Regions from separate parts of the Gossypium hirsutum genome. Here region 2 is linked to region 1. Evidence: chromatin contacts called from public Hi-C data. All regions are on one chromosome and are shown on one strand. The core of a region is the stretch at or near the end of the contact, and the rest is flanking DNA. Distances in the headings are between cores, read along the strand shown.

Region 1 (4,752 bases), core at 1,665-4,164:
ATTTAAAATACAAATCCAAAATAAACCCAAATCCATAAACATTAAATAGTAAATAGTAAAAAAATTAAAATTAACCTAAAATCTAAATTACAAATAATGTTTTTATTAAGATAAATATGATTTAAAATTAATTTATTAGTGCCAACCATGGCATAAGAGTTTAGATTCAATACCAAGCAACACCATCCCCACCCTAATTATGAAAAATATATTTTATTAATTATAGGTTAAAATAAGTTGTTACTCCTTGTACTTTAATAAAAAATTGATATTTAGTCATTGTACTTGAAAATTAAGTCATATTTTTATAATTTAAAAATCTTAGTCCAATAGTTAATATTGTTAGTATTACTTTTTTGTCAAAATTTGTCACCAAGGCATATTAATTAGGGTTCTCTAATATGATGTGGTATACGATTGATGGGAAATAAGCATATTAAGTTGACACATACTCACAAAAACTACCAATAACATGAATGATTGAACTAAAATTTTTAATTTGAAAAAAATAGGAGGATTGAATTTTTAACTTTTAAAGTGTATAAACTAAATCTTAAGTTCTATAAAAGTATAAGGACTAATAACATATTTTGACCTTAATTATATTATCATGTTACATAATAAATCATGTTTAATCATTCATGAAATTTATAAAATTAATTTTTTATATATTTATAATACATTGTATTACAAAATATTTTATATTCATAATTAAAGTTTTTAAAATTTATTTTAGTTTATAATTTAAATAAAGATTTATTATTAAGAATAAAATTTCAATATAGTTATATTATATTTATAAATACATTATCATAAATTAAATAATTATTCCAACAAGTGTTGGGTGTAATGGCAAGGCATATTGCATTGACAAGGGTAAACAGATTCAAACATTGAAGACAACATTGTTGAAGAGGCAACCTTGAACCTCGACCATGGGCTCCAAAATAGACATGGAGAATACCAAAGAATATGTTAAATAATTATCACTTGTTCATCTATATTTTAAATATTATCATATAATTATATTAATTACTATTTAGTTATAAATTTGGCTTTTCAGGTTTTAAATAAGATCTATCTTAGGTTTGAGCTCAGTCTTGGATTAGCTTGGATTTGAATTTTCTTGGGCTCGGATTGTTATAGACTTGGATTTTTTTTCAATGAATGCATAGTACCAAACTATTACAAAAACACAAATGGATAAATTGATAAGCAACATAAATTTGGACTTGGATTAGACTAAATCTAGACAAAAAAAAAAACACAAATGGCGGGACTTAAATCTAGAAAAAAATCTATTTTGAGAACCTATATATGCATAAATACACATAGTATGATTCAAACCTGAGTACTTAAGATTCAGAAACCTTAGCCTTTACTAACACTACTGAATCTTTTCCATAATATGATTTAGTCATGGATCATTTTTAGTTAGATCATAAGTAGAACACTTATGTTTATATGAGGTAGTGTCTACACAAATCCCAAAAGTTCAAAGATGATTCAAAGTTGTTTTGAGCTTTATAAGACCCGTTTCTTACTCAGGAGGCTCTAAACCGATTCTTACAGCTTGGATAGCAAGCAAGGGCATTTTAGGACCTGAAACAACAAAGAGAAGAGGAGAAACACAAGTAATAATGATAAAATAAAATAAGACAATTGAAAATTGATGGAAAGATAAAATCCATGGAATGCGGAATAGGAGGATAAGTGTTCGACAAACCCAATTAATAGCTCTAAATGACCCTCCAAGAATGAATTATTGGCAATATGAAGTGTGAAGAACTTCTCCCAAAATCTAGGAGAAGATTAAGTAAAAAGAATTTTCTGAAGAAAAATAAGAATTTAATCTTGCAAAATCAAATACTTCAAAGATGGCTTTTATTAATCAAATAATTAAAAATTGTCATACATAATAAATAATGAAAGTGCCTTTTTATTTGTAGATTTAATGAAAAACAAACTCCTAATTTAATTAGCTAAGTAGAAAGTAATTCTAGTTAAACTAAACTTTCTTGTTAATTAAAAAAGATAAAACTTCTAAAGAAGTTAAAATACTTAAAACTATCATAAAATTCGGAATAAATAAATACAAAAGATATAAAACATAAGAAATACAATATTGGACTTATATATAATCAAAATTAAGCCTTAAAATATATCCCAATATGAATTAAATACGAAACAAAGTCTAAAACTCGTAATTTTAGTAATAGTTCTGTTCAAAATTTTTCTACTTGCGCAGTCTACACTAAAACAATAATATTGAGCTTACGAACTTAAAATGAAGTGATTCAAAGTGTGTTTTTAAAAAAACTAAGAGATAGCTTTTTTACCAGGTAAGAGACATTTTGACCCAAAAATATTTAGATACCATCTAAAAATATATTGCAAGTCAATTAATTTTCGAAACTTGAAAATTAATTATTTCAATAAAATTTATTATGTTTATTATGGTCACTATAAAGATTTAATTAATTAACAAACTAATAACTTAAAACAAATTACATCATGTTACAAATTTAAACTCAAAAAAGAAAAGAAAAGAAAAAACCCTTGACTTGCCTTTATTGAATTGGAAGGCAAAGGTCACAGCACAGCGCAGTGCACACGACTGGGCCTGGCCTCCTGCTGCTGCTGCTGGGGATTTGAAATTTCCTAGTTTTAAGTGATAATTTTTTTAAAAAACGATATTAATATAATAATTATTATAATGTGAAGCAAGCAAGTGGGTATTCAGTCATTCACCTGTCCATGCAAAAAGCAGAAGATAAAGCCAAATCCCATGCTAAGCAGGTACGTATTGAACTGCTCCACAGAGCTTTTGCTGTTTCTGCTACTGTTTTCATACTGCTGCTACGCTGACAGCACTGTCAGCGACACGTCAATCATAAAGCAATGGATTGCTAAATGATTTTGCCACTCTCTCTCTTCTTCCTATTGGTTCTGACACTGACAATATGTCTTTGACTGTATCCCCTCCCCAAAAACCGTGTGGGTCCACCTTTTTGACACGTGTGTATAAATATTAAGATTTAACTTTTTTATCTATGATTACATGCCTTGTGTTCTGTTTTCATGAAGAAGAAGAAGAAGATGAAGAATGATGGGTTTGCCTCCCGCGAGATTCTCGCCTTATTATGCGTTGTGTTGTAAGGAAATAAACAAAACAAAAACAGACCATCCCATTACCTTGTTTTGAGATTTGGTTTGTTCCTTTCCTATTATTTTATTTTATTTTATTTTTTTTGTCTTTTCGTTTCCATTAATGTTTATTTCATGAAAGTGGGAACTAAGCTAATAAGATAACACATACCTTTTATGTATTAGAAAAATAATATAAAATACTGACTTTTATTTTGTTATATCATACACCACAAGTGAAGGTTTTTTTTTTTGTAAATTTACTATCAAAATTAAAAGGTTATAAAAATGTGTGACATCATTTTTTAAATTAAAATTTATTACCGAAAATTAACTTTATAGGTTATATACTAAAAATATTTTATCAACCCAATTTTTTTTTTTATAAAAATCTTAAAGAAACGGTCAGTAAAATGCAATTGCCGGCTGCACAGAAAAACCTGGCAGTGTTTAGAGCGTCAGAGAAACAGCAGAAATGCTGGCAACCAGAAAAAAAAAAGTCAAATTTGGTGAAGGCTGGTCGAAATTGAAAAAATCCAACACATAAAAGATAAAATTGTTGCTGGGCCAATTTGCTTTTGTTAGTAAAATATATAGCTTCAATCAAATTCTTCACATTAATTAATATATTGGAGGAGTCGGTAATAGTATTATTATAGGAGCCGATACAACTTTTTTAAAGGGATCATCAATTTTTGGCCTCCAATTTGATAAGTAGGTTCTTGAAATTTTTTTTATTTACTTTCATACCTGAATTTAAAAATTATTATTCATTTAGTCTCATTATGTTAACCGTGAAAAAAGAAAATAAATAATGTAATTTTTTACCCTAAAACTTAACAAGTAAGTGTTGCTTAGTTAATTTAGCTGTTATTGTTTGAGGCACTGTTTTTTTTTTATTTCACTGGTCTATGCATTCCATCTTTATTAATAATTTTTTTTCTTTTGGCCCAAAAAAAAAAACTAAAAATTAAAATCTAAAACTAAAATCATCACTTTTTTCAAAAAAGAAAAAAAAGAGTGGACTGTAACAATAATCATCATAGCTCTTGAAGATAATTGAATGAACTGAAACGGAAACGTAAACAAAAATCAAAGAATGTTGTTGAAGAGGCTGCAACCAGCAACCAACTCGGAGGTTAGTGCTACCGCCAACAAAGCCAAGATTTGGTTTTAGGAAATTGAGCGGTTAATTTTTTTCTCGACAAGTGAAATGCAACTTTTTATTTATTATTTATCTTAAAACAAAATTTTTACTTCAATTTATATATTATATCCCGGGAAAGAATTCACTTTCACTATATTTTGTACGGTTAATATTTTAACGATTAAACTATTGAATTTATCGATATGATTGTACTTATCATTTATGTGAATTTTCGAACCAATTCGAGATCTCTATCATATCAATCTAAAATATTGTATATATTAGTATTTATTAAAAGGTTGAAAGTCTTTTCCATAAAACAAATAGTTAAAAATTTTAAATTCACGTCAAATTTAACATACATGATTTATATGAATGAAATATGAAATATGATGGTTGGGTTATTAAAATATTAATCGTACATAAATATATGGAAGAGTGTAATATTTTAGTTTTAC
Region 2 (4,752 bases), core at 844-3,343, 37 kb after region 1:
TGCGTTTCCTTTGTATTTCTAAATCCATTAAATTTATGTACAGCATAATTTCCAATGAAGTGTTTAAGAGAAAATACAAATAAATTAAAGGATTTAAGTATTGAAATTTAGGTAATTAGTTTGAATTCAAGCAATTATATGGTGTCTAGTCTCATAATTTCAAAGTCCATTTCTGTGTGAAATTATCATAATAAAGGATTTTTTTTACTTTGCTAATTTATTTATCATTTATTAATTGGATTTTAGGTAATGATATGAGGCAAAATTGTTTAAAATATAAAAAAATTAATTTAATTATTGAAAAAACAGATAATTAGCGCTAAAAGAATTTCAAAGAACGAAAAACAGCAAATTAGATTCGAAACGAAGAAGAAGAAATCTGTCTGAATTTCTCATGACAATGTAACAAAACAAAACAATCGTTCCAAAGTCTACAGAGTGATTTGGGGATAGCAAATCCCGAGATAGGGTTCTTCGCAATGTGCAGTTTTTAATAAATTTTTTACACATCATTTAATCCATAACAGCGTATAAGTTCAATATTATGGCGGGGACCATTTTGCTACAAGCATCAGGGGCCAAATTGTAATCTAAGATGCACTGCAGGGGCTTTTATGCTACTTTCACCCACTTTACATATAAATATAAAGGGATAAATCTCAAAATTATACATGAACTCTGATTGAATGTGCCATTGTATGCATGAATTTTAATTTGGTGCAACTATACATGTGAAAATCTAATTGTGGTTCAAATGCATACTTGAAACTTTAATTTTGATTTAATCATACACATTTAAAGAAGTAAATATATCAATTTATTTTTTATATTGAATAAATATAATTATTTATGTATGCAATATATAAATATAAAATGATGTTATGTCAATAATTGTGTTAATAATTTATAAGAATTTGATCAAAACCAAAGTTCATGTATACAATTGCACATTCAACCATAGTTCATGTATAGTTATGAGATATATCCCAAATATAAAAGAATTTTGGGTTTTGTCTTGTATTAAATTCAAGGTTAAAATATGTCATAGGTCCCTATACTCTTCACAAATTTGAAATTTAATCATTATACTTTTATTTTCAAGAATTTATTCCTCTATTTTTCAGATTTCAAAATCTAGGTTCAATTGTTAAGACTATTTTTTTTATCAAATTTGTTGGTGTGACATTTTAAACTAAAAAAAAAAACTCTTGGTAGCATTCTAATTTAAAAAATAGAATTGTAATGAACCATAATTTAACAAAATAATTTTAACAGTATTCACAGTTAGACTTGAATTTTAAAATATAAAAAATACAATAATTAAATTCTAAATTTACGAAGAGTACAGTGACTTATAGCATATTTTTATTTAAATATAACCTAATTATGTAAAAAAAAAAGGTTTGGTGCAGGGCGTAGGGGGCTAGCAGGGGACCACTTCCTCTAAAATGGAAAATTTTCTATTTAGACCCTTTAAAATTTTTAAAATTTTAAATTAGTAAAGGTAAAATTACAGTTTGGCTCCCCAAAAAATGAAAAAAAATTGATTTAATCTTTTAAAAATTAGAAAGATATAGACTATTAAAATGGTGGAATTGTATTTTTACTATAGTAAAAATTACAATTTAATTTCAGCCCTTAAAAATTGTCTGACTTCAGCCTGGTGGATGTTTTGCTGATTTGCATTGAAATCTATTGAGGTTTGAATGGATATTTGCATGATTTTATTAAGAAATTTATACAGATAAAAGAAAGATATGTATAAGAACTGCAAATATATATACAAAAGAATAAAAACATTTTTCTAAGTGTAATTAAGAAAAAAATAATCAAAGAGATTACTTAGTAATTTAATCGACAAAATTTTATTTATCTTTTGCACTGTTTTTAGTTTTAGCAAGCTAATTGCCACATGGAAAAAAAATTCTATTTGTGGGGCAGGAGAATTTTGTTAAATTAAAAGAGGTTTTATTGCATGAATGAATATAGCATTCCCTGAGGCCGTATGGTAAAAACATGGTCCCTCCCCCCTCCTCTCCTTTGGTTCATACTCACTGTAACTTTTTCATGCAAAAAGAGCTATCGAGTTGCCCAATCAATGAATAAATCGGATGGCAGGCAGCCTCTTGAATCGACCACATCAAACCAGCTTGATTTTGACACGTGTAAGAAGGTCGTGGACGGAGAATGATAGTGTAATGATGATAAAATAATTGTTTTGACATTCTGTGGACTGTATATTTGTGAATATATGTGCATATGACAGTGGTGCTCAGTGCAATGCAGTTATGGTTTTATTAATGAATGGGTGAAATTGGTGATCTGAGACTGACCACAAAACCCCAAAAAAACAAAAAAACAGCCCTCCCCATGAGTACGGCCTCTCTTCCCTATCTACCTACCTATGCTGATGAGGTTTTTTTTTTTGGGGGGGGGTGTTTGAATAGCCTTATACTCTTATTTGTTCCATTGCTACGGTACTTGTTTATTTGCTGTCCGCTTCTCTCTGTCTTTATACTCTACTTGCTGTTTATTTCTCACCTATACCCACCCCTTCTTTTTCTTTTTTCCTTCTCTTTGAATTTCGAAACATCTACCTTATTTATGCTTTTAGGTGGGGGGTGAGTGACTGACTGACTGACTGACTGACTGAGTCTGCTTTTTTATTAACCATTTTAAATCTTTTATACGACCATGTCATTGAATATGGTCCTTGTTTAGGGCATTGGAATGGGCACTGCCTACTCTACTACTGCTATACGCAATAGCAAGGCAAATAGTGCAGTGAATGTCTGTGTGTCTGGGTCAATTTTGAATCTTCATACTCTGCTACTCTGCCTATATTAATAGTTGGGGGCTAAAGAATACGAGACATTTCACAAGTATTAGCAGCTCGATAAGAGGAAAATGTAGAAAATAATAATATGAATGAATACTACGTACTTGCATTATTGCACATTAAAGGCTCTCTCTCTCTCTTTTAAGTGGAAGATGAAATATATATCAACAGGTTGTTAGTTGAGGGTAGCAATTAAGAGTGATAACAGGACTTCAAAACATCTTGTTTTTACTATATCTCTCCTAATAAAGCTTTTAATTCATTTAATAATTAGTTAAGAAATTATTAAAAATCATTTTTTTTATAAAATAAATTCTATTGTTATGAAAATATTTATTTCTTATAAATCAATAAAAATTATGGAGGCTCCGATCGAGACTCGTGGACTCATACAAGTTGATATGAGAGAAGACACTCGCCTGTCGGAATGGGCTGCTGTTTATTTCCTTTCTTATAAAAAAATAACTATATGAATATTAAACTTTTATATAAAATTTTAATAAATATATTTGTTTTGATACAATATTGAAGTTGAGGAATAATTGAATTCGTGTCACATGAGTGCTTGACAAGAGAGTTAACCAATGCTCGATACAATCAAGATAATATATATTTGTTATATAAAGTTTTTTCACGCTCACCATAGGCATACCATAATCTAATAATATAGAGACTTTGTTATAGTGGTATTTTTGTCCTTTACTAATTTTATATGAAATGGTTAAATAAAACAACTAAAAACCAAGTGTTAGGAATTAAAACGAAGATTGATAAAAATTTACTCATGAGTACTTTACCACTTCATCTATGATTCAATTTTTTAAAAGGAAAATTTATTCATTTTTGTCATGAATAGGATCATACAATCCAAGAAAAAAAAAGATACAACAAACACATGTTGTTGAGGATGAAAGTAAACATAAACAAAGGTTTCAGCCTTAAGAAGAATAGAATAATTACAACACACTGATAAACGATTTTGTCACAACTTAAGCACGCATATCTAGGGTAACTACAAGCACATATCACAATAAGTAAATCAACCTTGGCGGGGTGCAGGCAGAATCAACAAGAAGATCAAGCATCCACAAAATGAAAGAGGATGATGACAAGTGCATCCCTAAAATTACTTGTATAAGCAAGGCTACATGCGAAAGCAGGACAAGGCAAAAACTTCGATCATTTTCATAAGAAAAAAAGAGAAAACTTGCTAAACAAAGGAAAAAAAGAACACAAAATATATAAGACCTAAAAGAACTTGATTTCAAACTAACTCGTAAAATCATTTATTATTTCAAAATACCCTCAAAGCAAAAACATAATAAGAAGTAACAAAAGATTATCATTCAAGTATCTACAGTCAATTTACTTTCCAAGAGGAATTGTTGGTGACCAGTAAAGGGTCAACGAAGGTAAACATTATTGTTTATTCATCACATCCCACGGAGATAGCAAAAATGCACATAAAACATATATGCAAACTAAAGAGATGGAAGGTGTGTGGATTGAAAGAGGGGAAAGAGTACGGAGATCGGAAACGACAGAGGGCAAGCGATGTTGGCCAATAGCCAAGCAGTCGCTCACGCGACATTGAAAGATTCTCTTTTTAAAGCGGTAGTAGATAGGTTGAGAGAAAAAAAAAAAAAGTCTATAATTCAATTTTTTAATAAAATATTTTATAAACATAATTTTTAATATAGAGTTTTTGGGTATTTTACATAAATAATACAAAAATTTTTTTAAAAATACCAAAATAGTACAAGCATTTTATTATGTACCAAAATGGTACAAATAGTAGTGGTTATTAGTATTTTTTTATTTTATGATTTTTTTATAAAAATAGTATTAAAAATAAAATATCGAAAAAATACGTTTATGAAAAAATAAAATATGAAAAAAAATAAAAAAACAAA

What was found. A called contact is a pair of places that touch in the nucleus more often than the background predicts.
Region 2: a Hi-C map of leaf shows a contact between it and region 1, with 2.4 times the contacts expected there. The contact joins two enhancer-like sites. A contact is called at or near these places in 5 of 34 Hi-C or Micro-C datasets (callus and leaf).

Annotation. Positions count from the first base shown.
Region 1 is chrD08:55,868,202-55,872,953 of Gossypium_hirsutum_v2.1, forward strand. No RefSeq gene overlaps it. Among protein-coding and RNA genes, the nearest start is that of LOC107930641, 14 kb to the left of the region's middle. Within about 2 kb of position 2,915, at least 7 of the 9 cell types and tissues checked have an H3K27ac peak or open chromatin away from gene starts, as enhancers often do. A contact at or near this core is called in leaf, where this site is marked.
Region 2 is chrD08:55,906,273-55,911,024 of Gossypium_hirsutum_v2.1, forward strand. No RefSeq gene overlaps it. Among protein-coding and RNA genes, the nearest start is that of LOC121219874, 5.8 kb to the right of the region's middle. Within about 2 kb of position 2,094, at least 1 of the 9 cell types and tissues checked has an H3K27ac peak or open chromatin away from gene starts, as enhancers often do. A contact at or near this core is called in leaf, where this site is marked.